Regions from separate parts of the Mus musculus genome. Here regions 1 and 3 are each linked to region 2. The links are chromatin contacts, called in public Hi-C maps. All regions are on one chromosome and are shown on one strand. The core of a region is the stretch at or near the end of the contact, and the rest is flanking DNA. Distances in the headings are between cores, read along the strand shown.

What was found. Hi-C and Micro-C count contacts between places; a contact is called where the count stands out from the background.
Region 1: a contact with region 2 is called in a Hi-C map of pancreatic cancer cells, with 2.5 times the contacts expected there. The contact joins two enhancer-like sites. A contact is called at or near these places in 5 of 484 Hi-C or Micro-C datasets (the Ba/F3 cell line, bone marrow-derived macrophages, myeloid progenitors and 1 more).
Region 3: a contact with region 2 is called in a Hi-C map of pancreatic cancer cells, with 2.8 times the contacts expected there. The contact joins two enhancer-like sites. A contact is called at or near these places in 1 of 39 promoter capture datasets (the 3T3-L1 cell line), 3 of 484 Hi-C or Micro-C datasets (Sertoli cells, pancreatic cancer cells and uterus) and 1 of 115 datasets of contacts at active chromatin or transcription factors (pancreatic cancer cells).

Annotation. Positions count from the first base shown.
Region 1 is chr15:63,651,031-63,654,037 of GRCm38.p6, forward strand. No RefSeq gene overlaps it. Among named protein-coding and RNA genes, the nearest start is that of 4930449C09Rik, 66 kb to the right of the region's middle. Within about 2 kb of position 1,716, at least 38 of the 459 cell types and tissues checked have an H3K27ac peak or open chromatin away from gene starts, as enhancers often do. A contact at or near this core is called in pancreatic cancer cells, where this site is marked.
Region 2 is chr15:63,482,770-63,485,770 of GRCm38.p6, forward strand. No RefSeq gene overlaps it. Among named protein-coding and RNA genes, the nearest start is that of Gm25702, 3.0 kb to the left of the region's middle. Within about 2 kb of position 1,637, at least 39 of the 459 cell types and tissues checked have an H3K27ac peak or open chromatin away from gene starts, as enhancers often do. A contact at or near this core is called in pancreatic cancer cells and uterus, where this site is marked.
Region 3 is chr15:63,339,291-63,342,107 of GRCm38.p6, forward strand. No RefSeq gene overlaps it. Among named protein-coding and RNA genes, the nearest start is that of Gm41335, 16 kb to the right of the region's middle. Within about 2 kb of position 1,276, at least 70 of the 459 cell types and tissues checked have an H3K27ac peak or open chromatin away from gene starts, as enhancers often do. A contact at or near this core is called in pancreatic cancer cells and uterus, where this site is marked.

The DNA of each region.
Region 1 (3,007 bases), core at 466-2,965, 170 kb after region 2:
GTGCTCAAGGATGTGAACTCTTATAAAGAGGATTTTTTTTCTGGGAGAAATATGAAAGAAGGAATTGGTTTTCCTTGCCATGTACAACTGAGAACAAAAGTGGGAGGAAGGGAAGAAACAGGCGCACTTGCTGGGCTGTTCACCATCATCAATGCATATAAGAAACATCAAGGTGAGAACAAACAAGGTACTGCTGTGTGACGGGAGGCAGAAGTCAGCCACGGGAAGAGTCTGCCAATAGGGCTACGCATTAGCTACAAAGGGAAATTCAGAGCCTTGGCAGCAGAGAAGCCTGGCAGAAAGGACCTTAGGCAAATAGCTCACATCACCAGTAATGAGGGAAGCTGGCATTATGTGTATCCACCATAGTGCTTGAAAAGACACAGTAGCCCTTCCACGATGCTGGGGCTAGAAATGCGGGAGTTGAATCTGATCACAAGGCATCGTGGGGAAAACTGGCTTGAGGAAGAGTCTACAACATACCTCAATCTGTGTCCTTCCAAGGTAGTATTGTCGCAAAAGACAGGAAGCTTTTCTGAGCTTAAGGAGGCTAACGAAACTCAAGTTTAATGTGGGACTCAGCTCCTCATTTTGGCATGATTTGTGATTGGGACATTAGTAAAACTCACATGAAATTCACAGATTAAAGGAACAACTTACCTCGCTTTAATGGCTTAATTGGTTGCAATCCAAGAATTGAATGAATATATATATATATATATATATATATATATGTGTGTGTGTGTGTGTGTGTGTGTGTATATACATATATATACATGTGTATATATATATATATATATATATATATATATGTATGTATATACACACACACTTTTGGCACTATGTCTAAAATATATTTTATATATGATATATACATATATGCCATATATAGACACATATGTATATGATACACATTTTTAAAAAACTTGGTCAGTTGCATTGGGAAAATTACTTATACTGTCCTCTTGGTTTTATATTGTCAGTATCAACAAAAGGGGTATGGTGTAGAAACCCCTAACCCCCACTCTGACACACACACACACATCAAAGACCAGCACAAAGCATACCAGAGTGTGAGGCCTGAGCTGAGTTTCTGTAAACCCATATATGCCATATGTGTCTCACACCTTTCTCATTTATCTTCAAGGCTTCCAGTGTCCATGATAAGATGGCAATGATGCAACATGGACTCATTTACTCATTGATGCCGTCCCATAACGACCCATCCACACTAGCTAGGGCTTTTAAGATGTACCCCCTAGGACCCACATTCCACATCTCATCTTCATTCCTGACAGTACAGCAGAATATCCCCGCTACTGCTACACACCATGCTACCACAGGTCGATCATGAACAAGCCAGAAGACAGTTTGGCCCCTCGAACTATCAAACTCTTTGTTGACCTGGACTCTTCTTGTGAAATTTAGGTCACAGGGTCAGCACCTATCTGTCCTACATGCCAGACCAGGGACCCAGATTGTCTGTGGCACCTACACAAAGCACAGATAAAAACAAAATCAATCTAGATCAGACTGCTGCCATTTTGGAAATTCATGGGCTGGACCATCCCAGTGAACGGACACAATGTTGTCCTCCACACCCAAATGGACCCAAGAACTAAATTAGAAAATGGAGACAAAAAGTTGTTTCCTCCTCTTAGCCGATTAGGACAATCTAAGGAAAGTGCAAGAGCGCCCCCTGCTGCCAGTATTTGGAATTGTTTGATTCACCCTGAACATAGTTCAGCTTCAAGATGTGCAGCCTGGAGGCTTGAAATCAAGCCTCCTGCTCCCAGTGCGCACATTTTTCAAACACTACGCACACAGCTGCCCTTAAGCCAGTACTTAAGACTTCACCTGCATTATCTCGCTTCATCCCTTGAACAGTCTCAGGGCCTGGCAGAACAGCTACCATTGTGGCCTCTAACAGACAATTTAAAACCAGCCATGTAAGATGGTGTATAAAGTTGCTTACTCAAGGTCAGAGAGACTCTTTTTTTTTTTAAAGTAGCTCCATCTTTAAAATATGACATTCCTCCAAAGGATCTCTTCTAAATCCCCTTGCATACATAACAACCTAAGCTATATGCTGTATCTCCTAGGTGCACAGGACTGGGGAGTGAGAATGGGGTTCAAAAGCAATCCAATGATGTGTGCCTTTGTAAATCTATACATTCGTTAATGCTGTTATTTTCTCCCATGAATTAACAATTTTTACTCTTCTCTTGCTAACATGTACCAGGATAGAAATGAGTATGGTATATGTGTGTCTTTGTAAATCTATACATTCATTAATGCTGTTATTTTCTCCATGAATTAACAATTTTTACTCTTCTCTTGCTAACATGTACCAGGATAGAAATGAGTATGGTATATGTGTGTCTTTGTAAATCTATACATTCATTAATGTTGTTATTTTCTCCATGAATTAACAATTTTTACTCTTCTCTTGCTAACATGTACCAGGATAGAAATGAGTATGGTATATGTGTGTCTTTGTAAATCTATACATTCATTAATGCTGTTATTTTCTCCCATGAATTAACAATTTTTACTCTTCTCTTGCTAACATGTGCCAGGATAGAAATGAGTATGGTATCCGAATAAAAACTTCTGGATTACAAAGCGCATAGATCCTACTCCAAGGGGTTAAGGTTCTCAAGTGGGAAACAGAGAAATCCAGTGTGATAAAAGAGCTTCTCTTCAGGGACCAGTGGCTATGAAGAGTAAGATAAAAAGTCCTATAAGCGTTTGTACCAACTGAACGATCGTTTCCTCAGAGAAACTATAAAGCTATCCTCAGCCTTCCTCGTAATGTTGACATACAAGAGTGTGTTTCTCTGTTGAATATACAATGAAATACTGTTTGTTCAAATTTGTGTTCTTTCCGCTGGACCCTCAAATGGCAATTGAGAAATGGAGACAGATTTTGTTTTCCCAAGGTGGCCTGGTACAACTCCCAAAATGGAACTTTGTGTCGTTAGAACAGTTGAGAGGATCGTAGAAA
Region 2 (3,001 bases), core at 387-2,886:
ATTAGTGCTAGTGAATGTTGAACTCATCACCTTTCAACAATACTCATTTGACAGCTCCTACCTTTTATTATCTCTGTTGTTTACTGCTGATCTCATCCAGGTGAAGGGTACAGAAAGAAGTCTCCAAGCCTTCTCAATGCTACATGGCAGACATGGCAAAGTTGTGACTTGAATATTGCTCTACAACTCCAAAATCAGTCCATTTTTATTTCTAGCACTTAAACTGTATCTATACTCTGTTCGTGATAGCTCTTTATGCTATCTGAATATGTCTACCTTTCTTTCCTTATACCCATGGTTTAAGAATCCCAAGTAGATTTTGTTTCATTTGGTATTTCCATGCTCATTATTTTCTCAAGACTTTATGGTGAGCACTAAAAGGTATGTTTGTCATCATACCCAGTGAGGTGACATAAGAATAGAGGTGAGCACAGGCTTTAAAGACATGTGGCGTGAGGTCCTCAAATTAGTCATCCCTTCTGAACTTGCTTTTATTCAGCCCTAACAAGGAAAGGATAATAATAAGATTTCCATGAAAATAAGAGTCAATGTTCACAAAGTGTCTCAAATATAGTAAGGCATTCAGTAAATGGGAACAGCTGTAATTACCATAATGATCACCTTGGACCATATCAGAATTTAGATGAGAATGTCCCCGCAAAGAATCATGGTCTCCATTTGGTGGTGTTTTGTGGGCAAGTTTAAGAGGTATAGACTTGTTGGAGGAAGTATGTCATTGGAGGTAGGTATAAGGGGTTTAAAAGCCCATGCCATGTGCCATTGCTTTCTTTTTGCTTGTGCTTTCTTTTACTGATGTAAGCTCTGAACTTCCTGATCCAGCTTCCATCCTTCCACTCTGCCATCCTAGACTCTTACCTCTCTGGAACAGAAAGTACAATAAACTCTTTCTTCTATAACTTACCTTGATCATGGTGTTTTATCACAGCAAGAGGAAAGTAACTCCTACAGTTGTACAGAGAAATGGTAGTTTTCCACCAATGTCTTTAAAACCTCAAAGGAATGTGGAAACATTCTGAAGAGAAAGGAGGCGGTAAAAAGAAAAGAAAGTGTATACAACTTAAATATCAACTAAGATCTGAAACATTTATTTACTTATTGCACGAGGCTGTCCCAACAACTCAACATAGAAGATCTACACTTGTTTCTCAAAAGTTAAATTGACTACTTTGTTGTAATTTACCAGACAGTGTAAAGTAGCTCTCCAAGATCCCAAACCCAGCAAATAGACATATCCCATATCCATGGCAATCGGGAGTCTATTCACAGATATATGAATGGATGGTCCCTGTTTTTTAAATATCATAGTATATATTGGTCAAGTATTCTGTTGATATCGGACCACGGAGGCCTCAAAGAAATAGGGGAGGAGCTGATTCTGCCCCAGTTTCTGGCTCTCACTAAAACTAGTTCACTAGCACTATCCGGTTCTTGGTCACTCCACTTCAGAAATGTAGCAACAAAGTCTCCATGATTTCTAAAGTTCTTTTCAGCTCCAACATTTAATGATGATTCTTCTCCCTTCCCCCAAAGAACTCTGCCGGCAATACAGAGCAAAGACACTGAACATATGTAGGAGAGTCACTCCATTTATATTAAATTCCACATTCCTGCAGGGCTATGTAATGTCTGCTGCCCTTCAGTCGACTCCACACACCAATGTTTGTTTACAGTCACCGGGGCATGAAAGGCTATTTTTAAACCTGGCTTTTCATGTAAGAAGGTTAAAACTCAAACTGAATTTGATTTGTTGAAGAACTCAAATCCTCAGGATTATAGCAGGAAGAAAGAGAAATGTAAGTCACTTTAATTACCCTTTGACTCTTCTCTCCCAACTCCCACCCCCATAATTCTGCTAACAAAGATACTATTGGTTAAGCTGACGGTATCCAGGGCAGAAAAGCCTTTGCATTGGCTGCTGATAACCAAGGATCCTTGAGTTGTTTACTTTACATTTTCTTTGGAAACACCATGAAAACTCTTAGAAGGCAGCTGGCTAGGAAGGCAACAAATCCAGAGATATGCACAGCTGGCTATAGTAAAGCATCCAGAAGTTTTATTCAGCTGAGATTTTAATGTCAGGTTCTCCTTTAGCAAACACAGGCTTTGAAATCACACACATGTCAATCCCCAACTTACTAGTAACGTGGCAGAAAGCCTGGCTCACTCTGTCACTAACAAGAGGTTTTTTTTTTTTTTGTTTTGTTTTGTTTTTTTTTCCTGGACTTTGTTTTTCACGTGGAATCCATCTGTCTACTCCAGCATACAACATCAGTTCCCAGAGAGATGAGATTGGTTGGCCATCTCTTGTGGTTCTCCCCCTATTGCTAGCGCCTGGAAAATGTTTCGCTCATAATAGTTTACATATTGCGTAGCTCACTGAGGTGTCCAATCCTAGAGCATTTACTTCCCAGAGATTTCAACAAGCTTTGTAGAGGGCTACTGCATAATCATGTGAGGCATGATTACTGATGAAAGTGGGGTCTGTTTGAGGAGATGATAAAAATACTCTAGAAATGGCTGTATGACTCTGTGAATATAATAAAACTATTGGGTTGTGTTCTTTAAGTGTTTGTCTTAGTAAGTTAGCTACCTCTCAACATGGCTATTTTTTTAAAAGAACCTTCTTTACCACCCCAAATTGAACAAATCAACAAATACCCATATTTAGACCAGAAATTGACATTTATGACTTGAGTAAGTGGTTGAATATCTGGTAACTGAATGAACTGGAGAAAGGGATGATGAAGAAGGAATAGTGTGTCCCATTCAGGAATATAAAATTGTTATCTTCTAATTTCTCTATCTCTAGCTCTCTCTGTCTCTGTCCCTCTGTTCTCTGACTCTGGCTGTCTCTGTGTCTCAGTCTATGTTCCTGTCTATCTCTGTCTCTCTACCTGTCTGTCTATCTCCCTACCTGTCTCTCTGTCTCTTTCTGTTTCTCCATGTCTCTTTCTCTCTATCTCTCTTTGTCTCTCTTGTG
Region 3 (2,817 bases), core at 26-2,525, 140 kb before region 2:
ACTTACATCATCTTTAGGAAAGATTTTAGAGGGCACGTAGGTCTTCACTGGAGTCATTTGTAAATTTGTCAGAGAAATTTCATTCACATCACATCAAAATTTCTTAAAACTATTTAAAGAAATCTTATTTAGGTAGTTATTTATTTAACTTATTTATTTAGTTTATGTGTATGAGTGATTTGCCTGTATGTAATTTTTTTCTGTGTGTGTGATGTGTGTGTGTGATATATGTGTGTGTGATGTATGTGTGTGTGTGTGTGCATGTGTAGTACATTATGACATTATGTCTGGTGCTCATTGAAGTCAGGAGTCATATCCACAAAATTCTAATTACAAACATTTGTGAGTTACTACGTAGGTGCTGGGAATTGAACCTGAGTCCTCTGTAAGAGTAGCCAGTGCTCTAAACTGCTGACCTATCCATTTCTCCAGCACCTTACAGCATTTTCCCCATATTTCATCTGACTTTATCACCTAGTTGCATCCAAGAGTTTCTTTGTAAATTCTTAAACTCTGAGAAACTCTGAATGTGTGCAATTTTTCTCCTTCTAGCTTCCCTAATCTGTCAGATATGGGACTTTCTCATAAGGCCCTCACTCCTTATAATGACAATAAAATAACCATTCCCTGCATCTTAGCTCCATCTGTTTACCCTTGCCTCCATCACCATGAGAAAATTGCTGGGATCTTGATTAGTTAGTATTTCTGTCATGTAAGGATACACATAAGCTCATAGAATGGGTGTCTCCATGTGCACTTGAGTCACAGAAAGCATTCAAACAAGAACAGTGCTATCAAGCCTTGAACTAGGCAATAAAATTGGATGTTCATATTATGTACACATCCCTATTGTGCATACTCTCTGATCCTGAATGCTAGGAATTTGGAATCTACATGTTCTGTCACATTCTCTCCTACCTTGGAAATGTAGTTCCTGAAGAAAAGAGCCACACTGAAGCCTAAGGAACCAATAATCAGTTGCTCTTTCTAATTGAGCACTTCTCTTTGCTTAGATTTTGGAAGAAGCATGAAAATGATTTACTGATTTAGGAACTGGGTGGAGTGGACCACAGAAAGACAAATCAAAAACATCTGGAATGAACTATTTGAGAGAGAAACGGGGAGGGAAAAAAAAAGTAGAGCTTTCAAATGAAACGAAGTACAGATGATTTGGCCAAATTCAAGCCAAGCCAAACACTCACATTAAACATTGCACTTGGGTCTGGTTCAATAGCAGGAGCCGGCAAGGGGGAGCCTCAGCCAACACTGCATCAGAGGCACATTGTGGAGGGAGGAAATGAGTTTAGTCAAGCCAGCTGTGACTTCAAAGCCGTGGCTCTCCCAGAGAACAGTGGGAAAGGGTTCCCCCTTCAGTGAAGACTGCAAAGTTCATCCAAAGACAGTCCGAAGGGAACTAACTCTGGGAAGAAGCAAATTGCATTCCACACTCTAAATAATACTTTCCTTGCATGAAGTGGTGGTGACCATCTATTTAAAGAGACAGAAAAAGAATGAGGAAGAGGTGATAAGGAGACGTCTCTGATGCACATTCCAGGACACACAAAACTGGTGTGTCTGTGTTTGCTTTTCAGCAAAGATAGGCATGTCTTTGCATGAGTCATGCTTCCAGCTATGTGAAAGGTGACAACACAGGATTTCTCTTCTGAAAGATTCCCATGATTTCTTTCCCCTCTTTGAACTTCTAGAAAACTAATATTTCTTTCAATGCATTTCCTCAGTAAAATTTTATCAAGAAACCCATGGTGGGTTAGGTGGGGGTAAAACAAAGATAAGCAAGGAGAAGCTAGACATATAAACAAAGGCTTATGGTATTGAACCAGAAGCCCCTGTTAGAGCAATGGTTCCCAGAGAGTAGTCTCCTAAAAGGTGAAAGCAGAGGCAAGAACAGCACTGGGGTAGGAAAGTTTGCAAGCTCTAGCCTCAATGCACTGAATGAGAAGGTGCAGTTGGTTTATTGAGCTCTCCCATTGATTCAGATAAGTCTTAAACCTGGGAAACCACTTTTATAAAATAGAAACAGAGGCTTCTGGAGCAGAGAGCCAGTACTACTGAGCCAAAATGGAGATCTTCTACCATGTACAAATCATGGGCTCATCTCCAGGTTAGAATTCTATAGGTGGCCCTCTGTCAATACACAACCATGAGCCTTTGCTTCTAAGTAAACTGCTAAGATTCAAAGGTAAGGAATTATTTATTCTACACCCTCCCCAGCCTTCTCCTTCCAGCTCAATGACTCTCAACCTGTAGGTCATGACCCCCAAAGACCAATATCTATACTGCTAGTCATAACAGTAGCAAAATTACGTTTGAGGGTCACCACGACATGAGGAACTTTATTTAAAGGGTCACTGCATTCGGAAGGTTGAGAACTCACTGTTCTAGCTAGCTTCAGGTCCAGTTCTTGGATGATACAGCTTTTAGAACTTACTTTGAGACACTAATTCTGAAAGTTTACACTCCTCAGGAAATCTTGGCAAGCATGTATTTGCAAAACTTTCCAACTCTTGAATATTCGAGAAGAATAGTGGTTATCTCCTTGAAGCACTCACTGGATGATTGGATCTCTACTGGATGATTGGATTGGCATCCTTATCAAGGGTTTTCTCTTAGTATGCTTGGGCACCTCCGCTGATGAAGATTGCACTATCTCAGGCTGCAGTTTGCTTCCTTTGAGACAGCTCCTTTTAGAAAGCACTTCCTTCTTCTGGGCTGAGCACTGCCATCATTTCCATTCCATTTGTTAGTTATAATTCTATCCCTTGGGAACTCATAGCAAAGATACTTACATATTAATGT